Regions from separate parts of the Rattus norvegicus genome. Here region 2 is linked to region 1. The links are chromatin contacts, called in public Hi-C maps. All regions are on one chromosome and are shown on one strand. The core of a region is the stretch at or near the end of the contact, and the rest is flanking DNA. Distances in the headings are between cores, read along the strand shown. Region 1 overlaps Tenm2 (teneurin transmembrane protein 2). Region 2 overlaps Tenm2 (teneurin transmembrane protein 2).

Region 1 (4,255 bases), core at 597-3,096:
TTTCTCTACAAAATGAATGGTGGAGCTACACTCTGTAAGAGTAAAGTTGGTTGTGTGTGTGTGTGTGTGTGTGTGTGTGTGTGTGAGAGAGAGAGAGAGAGAGAGAGAGAGAGAGAGAGAGAGAGAGAGAGAGAGAGAATAAAACAAAAACAGCATATTGCTCAGTCAGGAAAGTGCTTGCCTCACAAGCATGTTGACCTGACAACGGTACAATAGGAGGTGAAGACAAGCAGGTTCCTGAAAGTTCGATGCCCGTCAGTCTTCCTTCTTGGCAAAGTTCCAGTTCAATGGCTGGCCCTGTCTCAAAGGTTGAGGGCTCCTGAGGAATAACATCTGTGCTTACCTTCTAACCTAACACCCACACAAACACACATACCTACCTGGGTGCACCTGCACATAATGCACACACATGTACACAGGAAAAACCTCACCTGTCACCCAAGTGTCAGTAATTACCCACTGGTTGCTGCAAAGCATACAGATCTCAGGCTCACACCTCAGCTCCCAGACACACACGTCTCCTTCTTTGTACAGAAAGGAACTGAAATCCACAACTGGGTCTGCATGGGTTGGAGAATGTGGGATAGAGTTCAGTGTCTGATAGATTAACATTTCCTCTCTCTCTCTCTCTCTCTCTCTCTCTCTCTCTCTCTCTCTCTCTCTCACACACACACACACACACACACACACACAGAGGAATCTGCACCAGCCCTGAGCCAGGAACATGGGCAAAACAATCTTCATAGAAAGCTTGGATGAGGAAAGAAGAGTTTCCCATGGCAACAGTGAAAAAGAGCCTTAAATGAATACAGGGCACACTTCTTAATCATTCTCTGGCCCCATCCCAATCATGTCGGCTCCACCTTCTGACTACATATTTAGTGTTTTGTTTTGTTTTGTTTTGTTTTTGAGACAGGGTCTCCCTGTGTAGCCCCAGCTGTGCTGGAACTCACTTTGTAGACCAGGGTGGCTTTGAACTCAGAGATCCTCCTGCCTCTGCCTCCTGAGTGATGGGATTAAAGGCCTGCATCACCACACCCCAGCTTTCTTACTACATCTTTAATTGTATGCAGAAATACAAGGGCATCTCGCTGTGCATGTACAGAGCGGCTAGGCACTCAGTGCATTCGCTCCCCAAACAATGAGGTCCTTAAAATCCTTCTCCATAGGAGGAAGACTTGGCTCTAAAGATTCACTGACCCCCCCCCCCCCCCCGCTGGACAGGAAGAAGGTCATTATGTGCTAGTCTCCAAACCACAAACAGGCCAAATTAAGTACTCATTTTCATTAAGTTTCATTAAGTTTTTCTAGCATATCACACTTTGTTATGGATTTTATGACCCAGTTCAGTACCTTTCCCATATGGACTGACTGGGTCACTGAAGTGTTGAGTATGTATCAGTGACCTAAAATTAGGAGCAGAATTCTGGATCCCCACTGCTTCCTTGCTGTGTGACTCCAAACCCACGGAGTGCATTCTCTGAAAAAGAACAATGCAGGTTCCTCCCTCCCTCCCTACAGACTTGCCTTGTCTTAACCGAAATAACGGATGTGAAGTCTGAAGGATCCTCTACCTGCAATAGTCACTTCCTTTGTCTCTACTCAATGGCGGCACTCCTCTGTGATCCAAATTTCATGAGCAATTTCAAAACCATCTCTATCTAAACTGGTTGAGAACCCAACAGACACCAGATTCCTCTCACCCCATCGGGTAAGGGCTGACCCAGACTCCGCCCTCCACCTTTAAGACAGAAGCCTGGGAGTTTGCTTTCTGCTAATCAGGCTTTGTGCTTAGCTTCCGTTTCTCCATACTGACCTTTCCCCTTGTCACAGGTTGCACCAGAGAGCAAACAAACCCAAAGCATTCTTGGATAACAGGCACATACAGACCTTTCCCAAGCAGAGCTTAACTAGTAATACAACCCCCCCCAAAAAAAATGAATGCCCTTGGCTTCAGCAAGAACAAAATCCAATTGTTAGGGCTCCTTGTGGGTCCTCAGAGGGTGGGGCCAGCAGGGGGGCAAGGAATTGTTATTGCAACTAGATTTTAATCAACAGTTTCAGTAACAATATTGAATTAAAAAGTTACTAGCTACTAGTTAGACCACGGCTTAGCTCGCACTCGGGCAAATCAGTCATTCTGTGGTGATTAACATCTATTCAGAACAGAGAATGTATTATGGGTACTAAATTATCATAGGAATTAATGCAGTCTTTTTAAAGGGCTTAAAATATGTTAATAAATACAGTATTCCAGCACCTGCAGCTCAAGGAACCAAAGTCATTAAAGATGGATATAATTATATTTATTATTGCAGGGATCTAGGTAGGGGAAAAACAGTTTAATGAGCATGAATGAAACAGGGGTTCTTTATTTAAAACTTCTTACCTGGAAACTGCTCCCTTTGAGGAGTTGTTATTCCATCCACACTCCTCACTGAGTACAAGAGCAGTGAGGAGAGCCCATCAGAGATGAATTGCTAACCCCTGGTCAAACACTGAGGTCCACTGGGGACAATGCCCTTGCTTCCACACATGAGACTTTACTCTGCCATGCTAGAAATGATTACCCCGATGCCCCACCCCTTTACAGAATTCCATGTCCATCCTCTTCCTACTCCACCCAAGAGCCACACCCTCCCGTGATTCCTAAAACATGTCAGACCCTTCCCTATCTATCATCGAATGCCCTTAGCTCTCCGGTCTGTGTCTGTGACAGCATCAACTTAACACATATTAGCCATGCTTTGTCGTAAACTGGTGTTGAATGGTAGCTGCTTTAACCTTCAAGAGAGCTACACAAACCAAAGCCCATAGCACGGCCATTTCACAGGTGAGGAAAATGAGTCTCCCAGCTGGGTTGCCCTTGAGCCCACTTCCTGACGTCCTAGTACAAAGTTTCAGAGCCTCAGCTGTAGGAGGACGGCTACTTCCCTCAATCTCCATTCAGATGTTAGGTCTGGTGCCTGTGGTAAAATCCCTATCTCCCGCCATTTCTCTTTCCTCTCTCGGCATCCAGTTTGTCTGATGAAGGTCCTGTGAGCACAGTTTAAGCTGATTTTCTCTGCACGTATTTTTAGCTTCATTTTTCCTCTCCTAAACGACCATCATCCTCATGAAGGCAGCAACTGTTCTACTTTGTCACTTGATGTCCCCAGTCCTATTAGAGTAACTGACACTTAATAAATACTGAGTAAATATTTGTTTAATGGGTCCTTGAACTCATATGTTCACCATTTGCTGTCTCTACCTAGAAGAAATGGCATTATTTATCTATGCACAGAAAGATAAATGGAAAACATCACATCTCTTTGTTCCAAATTATCAGATGAATAAAATGTGGTTTTATTGAGTAACCCTCTTTTATGATCAAATATTTTCTTATTTAAGGCTTACAAAAATGACAGTTTGGTAAAGCTATTTCTGTACTAAATCTAGGAGTCTTACATAAAATATGGAATTAATACTGGGGATAAATCCTATTTAGATGATAAGAAGTCAGAGATGTTGGGCGGAAAGGTCCCATGCTGGGATATCTAGCCGAATCAAGTTCTCCACAGACTTAGCCCAGTGCAATTTCTGCCCACCAGTCTTGCTCAAGCAGCCCCCTGGGTCAACGCATCAGGACATCCAAAGAAGTCTGTTGCGATTGGCAAGCCATGAGCACAAGATTGGAAGTTTTTTACTTTTTGTAAAGTAGAAAGCTAGACGGGAAAATATCACATCTCTTTGTTTTACTTTCTGAAATCTAGGGCATATTTGAGGTGAAAAACGAGCTACCTGTCCTCATGGTGGGGCGCGTTTGAAATGCTATCTCCTTTTACGAAGTAGAAGGGAAAGAGGTAAACACATGTGGGGTGGGATTAAAATGGTGGGTCCCACGCTTATGGTGAGATGTGAGCCTCAGAGAAGCTGCCTCACTTTCCTGGTTTGCCAGCTTGTGGAGGTCTTAACTCAGCTACTAAATCCTCAACACTTTTGTTCGTTACCCCAGGGGGGGGGGGCGCAGACCACATTGACAATCTGATTGGAACAAGGGCGTGTACCAGTAAGAAACAAGTTTCGAATTTGTTGGACAGTCTCGAATCCTTTCCTTGGCTCTTCAGAGGCCTCCCTGTGCCCTCTAGCCGAAGAAGCCCCCATAGAGTATGGCACTGCCACTTCATTGTAAACGGGACCGCTTACTGAGCTCCTGGTCTCTGTCAGGTGCCTGGCTAAATTATATACATTTTCAGTAAAAGCATTGCTTTTATTT
Region 2 (4,255 bases), core at 847-3,346, 250 kb before region 1:
AACACGCCCAATGTTGCCTAACAATGAGAAATGCCTGCCCCTCACTGACATCTTTATAGAAATAGAAGGCACAGTGTAGACCTGAAGAGAACTGGTGAATATACCAAATAGCCCCTCCCTCTGTCCCATGGCAGAGCAGGCAAGAATAGGCTAGAGTAGGTTGAGGGCCTGGCTTGAAATGGGAGAGAAGATGAAGACATGAGATATTGTGGGACAGCACCATCAGCTGGATCATGTGGGAAACTTAGACCCCAAGCCATGAGGGACACTACTGCAGGAATGGGCGTTGAAGAACCAGACGAATTTTGGATGCCCAAGGGAAAGCCATGTAGCAGTTTGCAGACTACGTTGAAACTTGGTTTGGGAGTAAGGAAGGGATGATGGAATTGTGAATCTGCACAGCAAAGTGTTCCCCAGGATTCCCTGAAACATCTGTATAGATGACCTCTCTTCTCCAGTTACACTTCGACCTTCTAAAGCTATCAATGCTACTATGGTGCTAACTCACCTTTAAAGGTATGTTGTTAGGAAAAGAGGAGACATTACATTAGCCCGGTCTCGGGTAGTAAAGTCGAGAAATATAACCGAGAAGAGTGAAGGTGGATACTACTGTAATTATTGCGATGTCTTATGCTTACTGTAGATGTCACGGCCTCAGTAAGGCAGATTTGATATGCAAATGTTTATCTCATACCTTCGTAAGGAAAACCTTCGCCATGTGGTGTTGTCTCTCTGCTATTGCTCTTTGGATACAATCCACGTTGGGTTTATCTCCAGTTTCTTGACATTGATTATGATGGATTTGTGTGATCTTTGAGAGTTTTCATCTCGCTGAAAAGGTATACACTTTATTTATTGGACTTAATTGCCTCCCCAAATTGCCCGTGTTGTCAATTACCGTCTATAAACCATGGATACCTCACCTTGAACTCTCTGCTGCCTAGTGCGTTTGACTGACAACCACGGTGATAGACATTAGTCTGACTACATCATATAAACACATGCGTAAACCTTTAAGGTGTTTCTTTGCATCTGGCGGACTTCACAATGAGAGGGAACAAAAACAATCATTAGCACAATTAAGTAAGAGGAGTGGTACACGTTTTCCTCAGAAATGCTGGTTTTATGAGCCATTTAAGTAGACAGGGTCGCCACTGTCGCCTCAGAACCAAGCTGCAGATGGGTGACTTTTTGTGTCCTCTAGCCACTTTAATTTAATTTGTTCCATTTACTTTTCCAAGCTTTTCATCTTCCCACCATTTTAATACCATCAGAGATGGGGGGCTGCCCATGACATTCACACTTGACATTATCAAACACAAAAGCATCACTCATACACTTGAGTGCATTACAATGCAAGGGAAAAAATATATATCCCAAAGCCTTGGAAATTCTCCTCTTATACCTTCAATGTAGGTGGGATTTTTTTTCTTCTGGATGACTTATTTGACTGTTTTGCTTCTGTATGTTTGTATAGGATTCTAAATTACCTAGATAAAAAATCAGCAATAAAAAACAAAAACAGGAAAACCAACAACAACAAACAAACAAATCCATACTACCACATAAGCTGCCTCGTGTTCACTAAATGTATATGGTTTAATGCAATTCTATTACTATCGTTTCATTGTTAAGGGCTCGTTGCATTTTGACCCTTTACCAAAGTTGATCTTTGTATTTGAGGAGAGGTAAATTTTCTCTGTCAACTTCTGTCTGACAGTTTTGGCCGAAGCTTGTCCTGCCCGCAAGTCTATCATTGCATTTCTCTATTACTGCTGGGTGAACCAGAGAGGTACTGATATCTGCTGTGGACCTACCTGTGTGTGTGAGTGTGTGTGTGTGTGTGTGTGTGTGTGTGTGTGTGTGTGTGTGTGTGTGTGTGTGCGCGTGTTCTCATGTGGTGGTGGTTTGGAGGGCAGGCTGCAAGTTGGGGGAAATATTCAAATACGAATTTATCTCTAGGTCCTTTTGCTTATTATTTTGAGCCTTCTATTCAAAGATAACTCCCCCACCTCCACACACCCACACACCCCATGTAAGACAACCCTCGTGATCTGAACAAATATCATTATCAGACTGCGGCGAATTGCTTTGGCAGTGTTACATCATGCATCGGGTTCCTGTGTGCTGTAGAGCTCTGTAAAAACCACCAGCTACATGGTACCCTGCAGGTTTAATATACTTCTGCAGCCCTGTGCTTGGGAAGGATTTCTGTAATTGGAGACAATCTAGTAAGGAGAACTTTTTAAGCCATCGGAGGCCAAAATACAAGTTTTTGAGAAATGGGAGTTCGCTAGCTTGAAACTGAATAGATTACAAATTTCTCTTAACTGGACAGAATCCTAATTGCCTGTACAGTACAGTCCTGATTATCCGGGGTTTGATTTTCCAGTACACGGATTATTCAGATTTCGTCTCTGACTCTGTCTTCTCTCTAAGTACCTGACGTGAAACACTTGTCTAATCATTAGTGTCTCTGCTAATGATATGGAAGGGAGAAGTCCAAGCCAGTGAATAGCATTCAAAGATGGAAAGTTGTGGAAAAAGTCTACGTTTTAAAGTTATCCACTACAATCATCTGCTAAATTTCAGTGTTGGGGGGAGGAATATCACTTTCTAGCTACTAATGATAGCTTACTTTATCTTCTCGTATGTCACCCTCTCTTCTGCCCTTTAAAGGAGCAAACCACTCAGATAAAATGAAACAAATCAGCCAGTCTTAACAGGGTCAAATTTCTAGGTGTGTTGTTTTGACATATACATCTCCCCTCCCAGAAGGCTAACTACCCATTTTAATGAACTAGTTGGGGATTGGGGTGTGCGGGTCTTTTAAAAGGCCACTTGGGTCAAGCAAGGGTACCTTTTGAATGAGATCAGAATTTTGATTAGCATAGGTCTCTTATGTTAAATCCAAAAGTAGGTTATTGCACTTGTTCCCCAACACACTTCCATTGGCATCGCTGGCTAGGTGCCAATCATTTCTCTGTGAATCTTTTTTCAGGGTAACCTATTGAAAGTCTCCCCACTCCTGGTGACTTCTGGGCTTCTTGGTCATAGGTTTGGCTAAAGCAGTGGAAAGATGGAGAGTAGACCTTGAACTTTCATAAAGGGCCTAATTGTAGACCGGGTGTGGAAGTCACCAGCTACCTTGCCACACATCTGAAGGATGGAGCCAGGATTCTCTCTAGTGAATATTATGACGAAATCAGAAATTGGTTTTCTCTCACTCTCTTCTTTTGTAGCATGGACATTTTCCAAATCTTCCAGTTGTATCTCCTGGTTTACTGATACTGTCTCATCAAACAGTGCCCAGTTTTCTTATGCCATCTCTCTTAGGGCATCCAAGTCTTAACAATTGGTAGTACTTTTGAGACACCTAATCAAAATTCATAAGACCTTTCTAGTTATAAATGTAGAATGCTATGTAGTGATAAAATACACACCATATAATAGGATTGACACAACAGGGTAAAGGGCACAAAGTGCTATTGTCTCCTCAGTGCTTTAAAAATACTCTTTTATCACTAAATTAAAAAGTTGAGCGTGTTAGAAAGAAATTTGCTTTAAGATTTTAAATGTTCATGTGTAGCCAGATGTGGCATAATGGCTAATAGTCTTCAATGTATCCATTAAAAGAGAATTTACACAGTAATATAATATGTAAAGCTGAAAGTGGAAAAGAATTATTAGAAAAACCACTTGTGGGTTGAAAAGTTGGCTCAGGACAAAGCAATTGCTGTGAAAACCTGAGGCCCTGAGTTCGAATCCCAGGAACCCATTTAAAGCTGGGGGTGTTCGTATGCATGCTGCTAATTCCACTATTCCTACAGTTGAGAAGTTGAGAGCTTGAGTTAAGAGAGTCCCCAAAGACCCCAAGCCACTTAGCCTAGTCTGTAGAGCAACAGAGAACAAAGAAACTGAGTCTAAAACATAATGGAAGTCAAGAAACAACACTGTAGGTCACTAGTTCTCAACATGTGGGTGGAGATACCCATGGGGGTCACATATCACATATCCTGTATATCAGATATTTACATACTGATTCATAATAGTAGCAAAATTACAGTTGTGAAGTAGCAACAAAATAAACTTCATGGTTGGGGGTAACCCCAGCATGAAGAAATATATTTAAGGGTCACGGGTTTAGAAAGGTCGAGAACCACTTTTCTTGGTTGTCTTCTAACCTCTATAAGCATGTTGTACACAAGAGTGTCCACAGTTATCCACATGATCAGACACACACATACAAACCCAC

The links. Hi-C and Micro-C count contacts between places; a contact is called where the count stands out from the background.
Region 2: a Hi-C map of hepatocytes shows a contact between it and region 1, with 2.6 times the contacts expected there. The contact joins two enhancer-like sites. A contact is called at or near these places in 2 of 12 Hi-C or Micro-C datasets (hepatocytes and liver).

Annotation. Positions count from the first base shown.
Region 1 is chr10:21,396,197-21,400,451 of GRCr8, reverse strand. All of the region lies in intron 3 of Tenm2 (teneurin transmembrane protein 2), which reads left to right. Among named protein-coding and RNA genes, the nearest start is that of Wwc1, 440 kb to the right of the region's middle. Within about 2 kb of position 1,846, at least 1 of the 93 cell types and tissues checked has an H3K27ac peak or open chromatin away from gene starts, as enhancers often do. A contact at or near this core is called in hepatocytes, where this site is marked.
Region 2 is chr10:21,648,857-21,653,111 of GRCr8, reverse strand. The region is part of intron 3 of Tenm2 (teneurin transmembrane protein 2); the gene reads left to right. Among named protein-coding and RNA genes, the nearest start is that of Tenm2, 470 kb to the left of the region's middle. Within about 2 kb of position 2,096, at least 3 of the 93 cell types and tissues checked have an H3K27ac peak or open chromatin away from gene starts, as enhancers often do. A contact at or near this core is called in hepatocytes, where this site is marked.